2 separate regions of the Rattus norvegicus genome follow, and region 1 is linked to region 2. The links are chromatin contacts, called in public Hi-C maps. All regions are on one chromosome and are shown on one strand. The core of a region is the stretch at or near the end of the contact, and the rest is flanking DNA. Distances in the headings are between cores, read along the strand shown. Region 1 has its middle 20 kb from the start of Rnd3. Region 2 has its middle 180 kb from the start of Rnd3.

Region 1 (3,721 bases), core at 399-2,898, 160 kb after region 2:
TTCTCTTTCCTTCCCTATCCTCTGAGACTGTGTCAGACTGCATGTAGGGGTATAGCTCACTCTCGGCTACTCCTCAATGTTTTAAATAGAAATTTATTGGGAACACATCCTTGGGAAAATAAAAGTGAACAAGAAAGGTTGCTCCTCTAGCTGGATTCCTCAAAATAAGTAACATGCAATCAACATAACGAGGCTAATGTGACTGATTACTCCTAACACCATCCATCTTACCCACAATCAGGCACAGCAGAAGATTCCTAGAAGTTAATGTCAAGTATTTTTCTCTTCCTTCTTTTTTTTTTTTTAATTTCAATGCCGGTATCCACAGCATCAGTTTGGGTTGAATTCTAGAACTATTGCCAAAGAACCGCTAGGTTCTTGTACAGTTCCAGAAGCACTGGGTGTCAGCCATAGATGGGGCTCCTTTCCACCACTCATGAATCAGGGAAAAGAGAGGAAAAAGAAGAGAGGCCATAGGCCAGGAGAATGACAGGTGTCAACAAGTAGTATGTATCAGAGGAAGGTTTGGGGAACCTGAAGAGATGGTGGGGACAGGGGGCATGCATCCCCACCCTGTGGCTCACACAACAACACAATAGCTGTGGTGCTCCCCTTCTTTCATGCCCCAACACCACACCATGCTCACAGATCGTTGTTGGTGACCAGATCATGCTGTGTCTACACTGTTTGCCTGAGTTCTGCTGTAGATGACATGCTACCATAGCCAAAACAGGGAACTAGGTACTACTTACCACACATGTGTGACCAAGGATGAAAGACTGGTGTGAACCTGTTCAACCCCTTCTCAGTCTACGGTAGTGATACTGGGTCATAGATGGACCCAGTTTCTACTCTTACTGGGGCTGGGGACAGTCTGTTTTTTCATTTATGTTCTAACTAGAAGTGACTTGCTAGTACTCCATGATTACAAAAAAGAAGCACAAAAGAGTCCCTCAAAATGAAATCCAAAGTAACATCCCAAAGATACATGGGCTTTAAAAGGCCTACAAAGTTGTGTGTGTGTGTGTGTGTGTGTGTGTGTGTGTGTGTGTGTGTGTGTGTGGTTCCTTCAATTCTGTTTCAATTCTGTTTCTCAGAATGAGGCATAGAGATGAGAAGGGATTAAAACTTTTAGTGAACCCTTGCCTAAAATTACCATCTTTTAGACCAGCAAAAAATACACATTTCAGCATTAAATAATAAAGTCTCTACTTTCAAATGAATGTTTATAATTAATTTATATCACATTAGAAATAATTTCAATTTTACAAAAGAATTGTGTGAATTTATGCCAATTTTTGTTTTGTTTTAGAATTTATCAATGTAACAGTATTACATTGTAACTAGTAGAGAAAGTTCCCAGGTCCAACAAAGCCAGCACACTTCATACCAGATTTCTCTGTGGGGTGAGTTCAAGCTTGATTGCAAAGGAGGATTGTCTCTTACTGAACTTCTAGCAAGCTCCTAAATATTTTGTACAGTACGAATAAGACAGTGACAATAGATCATTGTTCTCCTGTCATCTTTAAATGGACTCCAGTCATTAACACACACCAAGAGTGTGCATTCCTGCACACTGAATTACAGCACTGTCAAAGTCCTTTAGCAGGAGCACTGACTCCCCACAGAAACATTTGTTTACTACCAACCCAGAATGCATGAGTCAGTTCATGCCAGTGTGGCTCAGCACTCCTTGATGGGCTGACTACAGTCCACTGACTGTCCACCATGACTGCAATCCCATTATGAATCCTGCGTGACTGTGAAGCAGACCTTGCATCTCAATCACAGTTAGATGCTCAGTTAGGCAAAGCGCTGAGCCTATTAGAAGGGACCCAATAAACATCTGGTGAATGGATGGGAACAGGACTGAAGGAAGAACTGCAGGGTTTAAACCAGAATGCTGAGGTCAAAACAATCCTACTCAAAGGGTAAGCCACCTGGAGAGTTTCAATTCTCCGAGGAGGTCGGTCTAAAACTTTCTTTTACTAAAAAAAAAAAAATCAAATCCCTTGGTCTAGTTTTCAGTTTCCACTCAAGCTATGCTCTCTGTGAGACTAGAATCTTCAAAGCAACTGTTGCTGAAAAAGATTAACAGAAGCAAGAAAGACACAGAGTCTTACTCAAGAGTTTTAAGACAACCTTTTTGCATTTAAAAAGTTCTTAATCACTACTAAATTACAAGGACTGCTCACACAGTAGTCTGGTTGTAGAGCCAGGGCAAAAATTCAGGGCAAAGGTGGACCAAGGTGGCCAGTGCTGAAGACAGACTCTTTTCTTTTTTGGCTTCAACAAATTAAAGCTGCTGAGAATTGACCAGAAAGAACACCACTGCCAAGCCAAAGCAGCCAAGGTCAGCAGAACCTGAACATCTTATTTACTTTATTTTGTAGTAGATTGTTGAGAAACAAGTTTCTTACAAGCTTGACCTAGAAGCTATCCAGTGCCAGTAAATGTCTGAGCTCTGAAGTATTTCATCTGGCTGTCCCATAATACCCATGCTCTTAAGATTCTATGTAGGAGCCTCTGGTTTTCTCTGCTTTGTTCTGAGAATTCTTTCTAAATAAATAACAAAGCCACAAAGATTTCTAAAACCATTTTTCTTCAAAAGCTACAGGATGCAGTTTTTATAGGAAATATCTTGCTTGTGTCAAATCATAGTTTTGAAGTTTCACCGCACATTTTTAGATATTTATGTGAAATAGACATCTTAGCTAAAGACAGGGTCTTACGGCCTGATTGGGACCTATATGCCTCTCCCCTAGGCTACTTCGTGGGTACTTGACAACTTTCTGTGTTGAACATTCCTACCATAGATGGGACTAGTTTTGTTGTGCCTCCATTAAGTTGCAATAGCTGTATCCTGAGCTATCCATGCTTCTGTGAACAAGAAGACACTTTACAAGGGGATATCTGGGTTCCCAGGAGACACAGTAGAAACTAAGATCACATTAGATTTCCAGGTACTGGAAATCTGGGTCTCTTTCCTTCTTTTCCACAAGACTCCCAAGGAATTCTGGCACTTTCTACAAATCAATCCTACCCAGTATCATGGCTTCTTTTGTATATGTCCAGATCACTCAAGTATGCCCCATTTTCTTGATTTTTTTTAAAAAAGCTATTATGTAAACATCTTCTATACATGGGTTCATCTTTTCCAAAGAGACTTTTGCCAAGAATGAAATTCTGAATGCTAATTCAATAAATCTTAGTTCCCACTCTATAATCATCCTTATGACACATGGTAGCTGAACAGTTAGGCCAAGAAGCAGAAAACATCACAGGGAGACAGACATGGTTACTTTTTTATTTGAAGCAAAAAAAAAAAAAACCCATAAGTTTTAATAAATACTGTGGAAAACACTGACCAAACAAACATACAAAGTGACTTCAACATTAAAAAAAAAAAGCAAAAAAAGTTCTGCTTTATAACCGTTATAACTTATTTTCTTTTTACAATATTTAAATACAGAAAGCACTTGCCAGCGATTTTGTAATACTGCCCAAAGCATGACGCTGTACCAGTCAGAGCATATTTGTTGGTAATGTCTGAGTTTCATGGGAAATGACTGAAATGGCATTTTCTTGCAGAGACAAAACAAAATGCTTGTGAAGACACAGAACTGGGTGTCGGAACTACCTTAATCTCCCCTTCTGCCCCAGTTTAATGGGGACACAGCTTCAACACTTCAAAAATGAAGCGTCATCATTGGGGGAAAGA
Region 2 (3,967 bases), core at 529-3,028:
TTGAAAAAAGACCCTAGTGCAAATTGCATCAGAATCAGCTCCTCGGTGGTCTTTTGGGTTTCACTCATGCTTTTTGAACAGGCACAACAATGTAAGACAATGGTCCCATCAACTGTGAATGAAACCCCAGAAAGGAGGTTGTCATCGTGCTCCACTGGGGATGAGGTGTGTAACTTCTGCAAAGCGATTGCCATCTAGAACATGAAATCATCTCACTATGCAGGCTCCCACTTCACTGGAGGAAAGCAACTCAAGCAGCTTTTCAGGCTTCTCTCTGACCTTTGGAAGTGGAGGACATGCTCTCAGGAACACGTGCTCTGCACCTCACTCCTAAGGTACTGTGTGAGATGCTATAGCGAATGAAAGGGGAAAACCCTCTCTTCTCTGCATTCTCAGAGATAACATTCCCAAGCCAAAGGAGAAAATTGAGCTCATTCAGTGGAATACTTAACAAGAACTACATTATTCCCCAAAGGCTAAATTCCATTTACTTAGAAAAAGACTTAATCCATGATATGATTGCTTTCAGAGCCATGTACTTTTTGATGGCTGTGGTACATGAATCGGAAGCCATATACACTGGAAACACAAATTTTGCAAGAATTTCACTAGGGATAGTTGCAGATTTTGATACGATCTTTTATTCAATAGACTCCATCTACCTTCTTCCTGGAACAGGGGCCCTGTCTTGTGTAGAGTAAATTTGGCAATGTCTTCTCAGTGGAGCTATTTTATAAGAAGAGAGAATGGAGTTTCTTAGCTGTCTCTGACCATAAGGTAACTATAAACACACAGTTGAGTGTATTTGTGCATGAAACAAATCCCAGAATCAAGATAATACAATGACATCCTTTGACATTTTCTGTCTGGGACATGACAGTATATAGGCACTGAACTCTGCCTTGTTACATGTTAAGACATCCTTTAGACTTATTTTTCTGAGGACAAATAAGGACATATGTTGTAGGATGTACAGATTTTGAAGACATCTTATGGACCAAGGAAACCCAAGAACTTTTAAGGTTCTGGTGTTTAGAAATGCTTCTCCAATCAATCATTTACCTGACAACTTATGCTCAACCAGAGGTTCTTGCTAGAATATTGGAATTTATCAAAGTAATATATAGAAAACATTTTAATGGCCTATTTTTACTCTGAAATTTTAAGTGAGTAATTAAGGAAATTTTGGTGTTCATTATAAGCAAAACAGGATTGGGTGAGTTCCTGACCACATGATCTGCTTGGCTAAAGAAAACTATCTCGGGATATTTTATAATGGACCGCTTGTTTTAACAAGGAATCTTTAACACAGTACCTAGAATTATCACTGGTATGCATGTGTGGTATTTTGATAAGGCTGAATATATAATTAAATGATTTCTTTATGTATGCATGCACATGAAAAATAGAGATTTGTTTTTAATTAAGTAAGAACCATTTTTCAAAGAGGCCACTTATCAGCAGCTTCACAAAGATCCATTTTGGGCAATGTCGTAAGATTCATAATTAACTTTCTAGTCAACTGACCCAATGGCCCAAAGTTCCTAGTCCTTTGGTGAAATGCCCACGTTAAATGGTCATTTGCTTGAAATATATAGCTGAAGAATGAGGGATTTGGCAAAGTCACAAGACTGACAGCGTGACACACTCAGACACATAAAAGGAGAAAAATAAAAAGATACATGTGTGTGGATTTCTATCCAAAACAGAAGTTTAGTCTCAAGTGGAAGGGTGGCCAACGGTTTCCCAGAGACTCAAAGAGTCCTGTAAAAGGAGCCATTGTTTAATATCCACAAATGCAACCCTGCCAAACACATGCCAGCAAACACTCAGGCCAGCAGAGAGATGATTAAACTCTGCCCCAAGAAAACAACTCACACAGCTTCTTATTCTTACTTTATTTATTTTATGCTGGTTGATTTCTGCTTTGTAACACCGAAGCCCTGAGTCTTTCGTGTCTTTCATCTCAAATCCCTGCTTTAGTTGGTGATAGCCGTGACACCTTGATAGTGGTAATTTGTTCATTCGGTTTCAGTCATATGAATGGCTGATTGCCAGGAATCAATCACCTCACCATGTGGCCAACCTAATATAGTAATTATTTCAAAATAGAAGCTGCGTGATAAGTTCATTAGTTGCCAGTGTGCAAATGGTCTGGGCTTGTTTACATAAGCACATCACTAGCATGAAGGAAATGCTGGGTAAATTATCAAATCTTTGCTATTTACCAAAACAACGTTATTTAATTCTATTTACTTACTCACGTGGATTTGTAATTAATCCCACCTGAGTTTGGGTCCTCTTTGTGTTTGTATGTGTTCAAATTCATTGGTTTCTCTATGCTTTTTAACCCGTCCTCTGGAACTCAACTCTTGGTTTCTTTTGCTGTTATTAGCTTATTATGTCTCTTTACACACTTAAAGTATTTTTTTATAATTTTTTTTAATTAAAGGAGGCCACAAAGATGCAATCACTTGTGTCTATGAATAACACCTCATTTATCGGCATGAATTTTGGTAAGGGTTCTTAGTTGCATTTTTAGGGGCAAAAATTTCCATCCAATGTTACATTTATAGGAAAATATCTTCAGAACAAAAATGTTTCTTTTCCAAATTTTGATGGTAATAGAATTCTAAGCAGGAAGCTGCCTGACTTCTGATTCTGATTTTGTCATTCCATTGCCCTTTGACTTCCATTATTTCTGTTAAGTAGTGTGCTCTTTCTCCTAGTTTTATTTCTGTTCTCTAGAGGTCCCTTTTTATTTAAGCTTTCTCTGATACCCACTCAAATATATCCATATCTTAAATTATCTCTGATAAAATCCTTAGTTTCTATTTTACCCATTCCTGATGTTGATGGTTATTTAGAACTGTGCAGCTGATGCTCCAATAGTTTACCTTGATCCTCCTGGTCTATTGATGTTCTAATGATGTCTGTGTAAGTGTTGACTAGTGAGCAATAGGTTTTATTGACTTTGAAGGCCCTTTGGTATCTGCTATACGTGCTCAACTTTAGTAGTGTGAAAGTTGACATAGGCAATAAGTAAATGAATGAAGGAGCCAGGAATGGGTCAATAAATCGTCATTTAAAAAAAAACATGAGTCAGCTGATTGTGTGGTCAGATAATACCAAATTCCCTGGGATCAGTAACAACTGTTGCAAGCTAGGAACCACACTGGCTTACAGTTTAGCCCATCAGGGCGACCTTTGAACCTTTCAGTGCTTAGTCTGAACATGATTTTTTTCTCTCACGAGCACAGTGTTATGAACTAGAAAGTTGTGCCTCTGTTCTCAATTTCTGATCACTTCTCCAGGTGCAAGAGGACCGCTCTCACATAAGCCTCCTTCAGGTGCTGCCTCTACCATCCCAAATTTCTTTTTCTCGGAAGTCTTGACTCCAATGGTTGACTGAGTTCCCTGAGTATCTTTCCCGCTTTCTAGGTCTTTTTAAGTTTAATTGTCTCTTACTACTATAGGCAAAACTCTTGATATATAATAATAGATTTCTTCCCTAAAAGTGGAAATAGACATAAAGAAGGGTTCTATAGTTTCAAGAATGCTATTCAAATTTATCTTTCATTAGATATAATTGACAGTGCACATAAAAAGAAAGTACTGGTTGATTTTTCAATATACTTAAAAATAGATTCTAGTTACACTAAACATGAAATTGCATTATAGAACTTTTCTATGAACATTAATCAGTTAATTCTAAAGTCATTATCGAACTTAAAATTAAATTATTCAATTTCCACAGGAAAAATGAAGAACCATATTTCCAATTTGACTTTTAAAAGCCTACATTTAATTGAATCTTGATATAATTTATTTGTTAATCATAATTTAGTATTAAAATAAAACATTCAGCTCATTTGAGAGTATTTTTAATGAAGAAAATTATTTAAACTAAAATTTTTTTAAGAAAAATCAAGCTTTTGGAGTTTTTCCTTAGGCTAATGTTACTTGA

Evidence for each region. Hi-C and Micro-C count contacts between places; a contact is called where the count stands out from the background.
Region 1: a contact with region 2 is called in a Hi-C map of Schwann cells, with 2.6 times the contacts expected there. The contact joins two enhancer-like sites. A contact is called at or near these places in 3 of 12 Hi-C or Micro-C datasets (Schwann cells, kidney and liver).

Annotation. Positions count from the first base shown.
Region 1 is chr3:55,977,068-55,980,788 of GRCr8, forward strand. No RefSeq gene overlaps it. Among named protein-coding and RNA genes, the nearest start is that of Rnd3, 20 kb to the right of the region's middle. Within about 2 kb of position 1,649, at least 16 of the 93 cell types and tissues checked have an H3K27ac peak or open chromatin away from gene starts, as enhancers often do. A contact at or near this core is called in Schwann cells and liver, where this site is marked.
Region 2 is chr3:55,818,388-55,822,354 of GRCr8, forward strand. No RefSeq gene overlaps it. Among named protein-coding and RNA genes, the nearest start is that of Rnd3, 180 kb to the right of the region's middle. Within about 2 kb of position 1,779, at least 7 of the 93 cell types and tissues checked have an H3K27ac peak or open chromatin away from gene starts, as enhancers often do. A contact at or near this core is called in Schwann cells and liver, where this site is marked.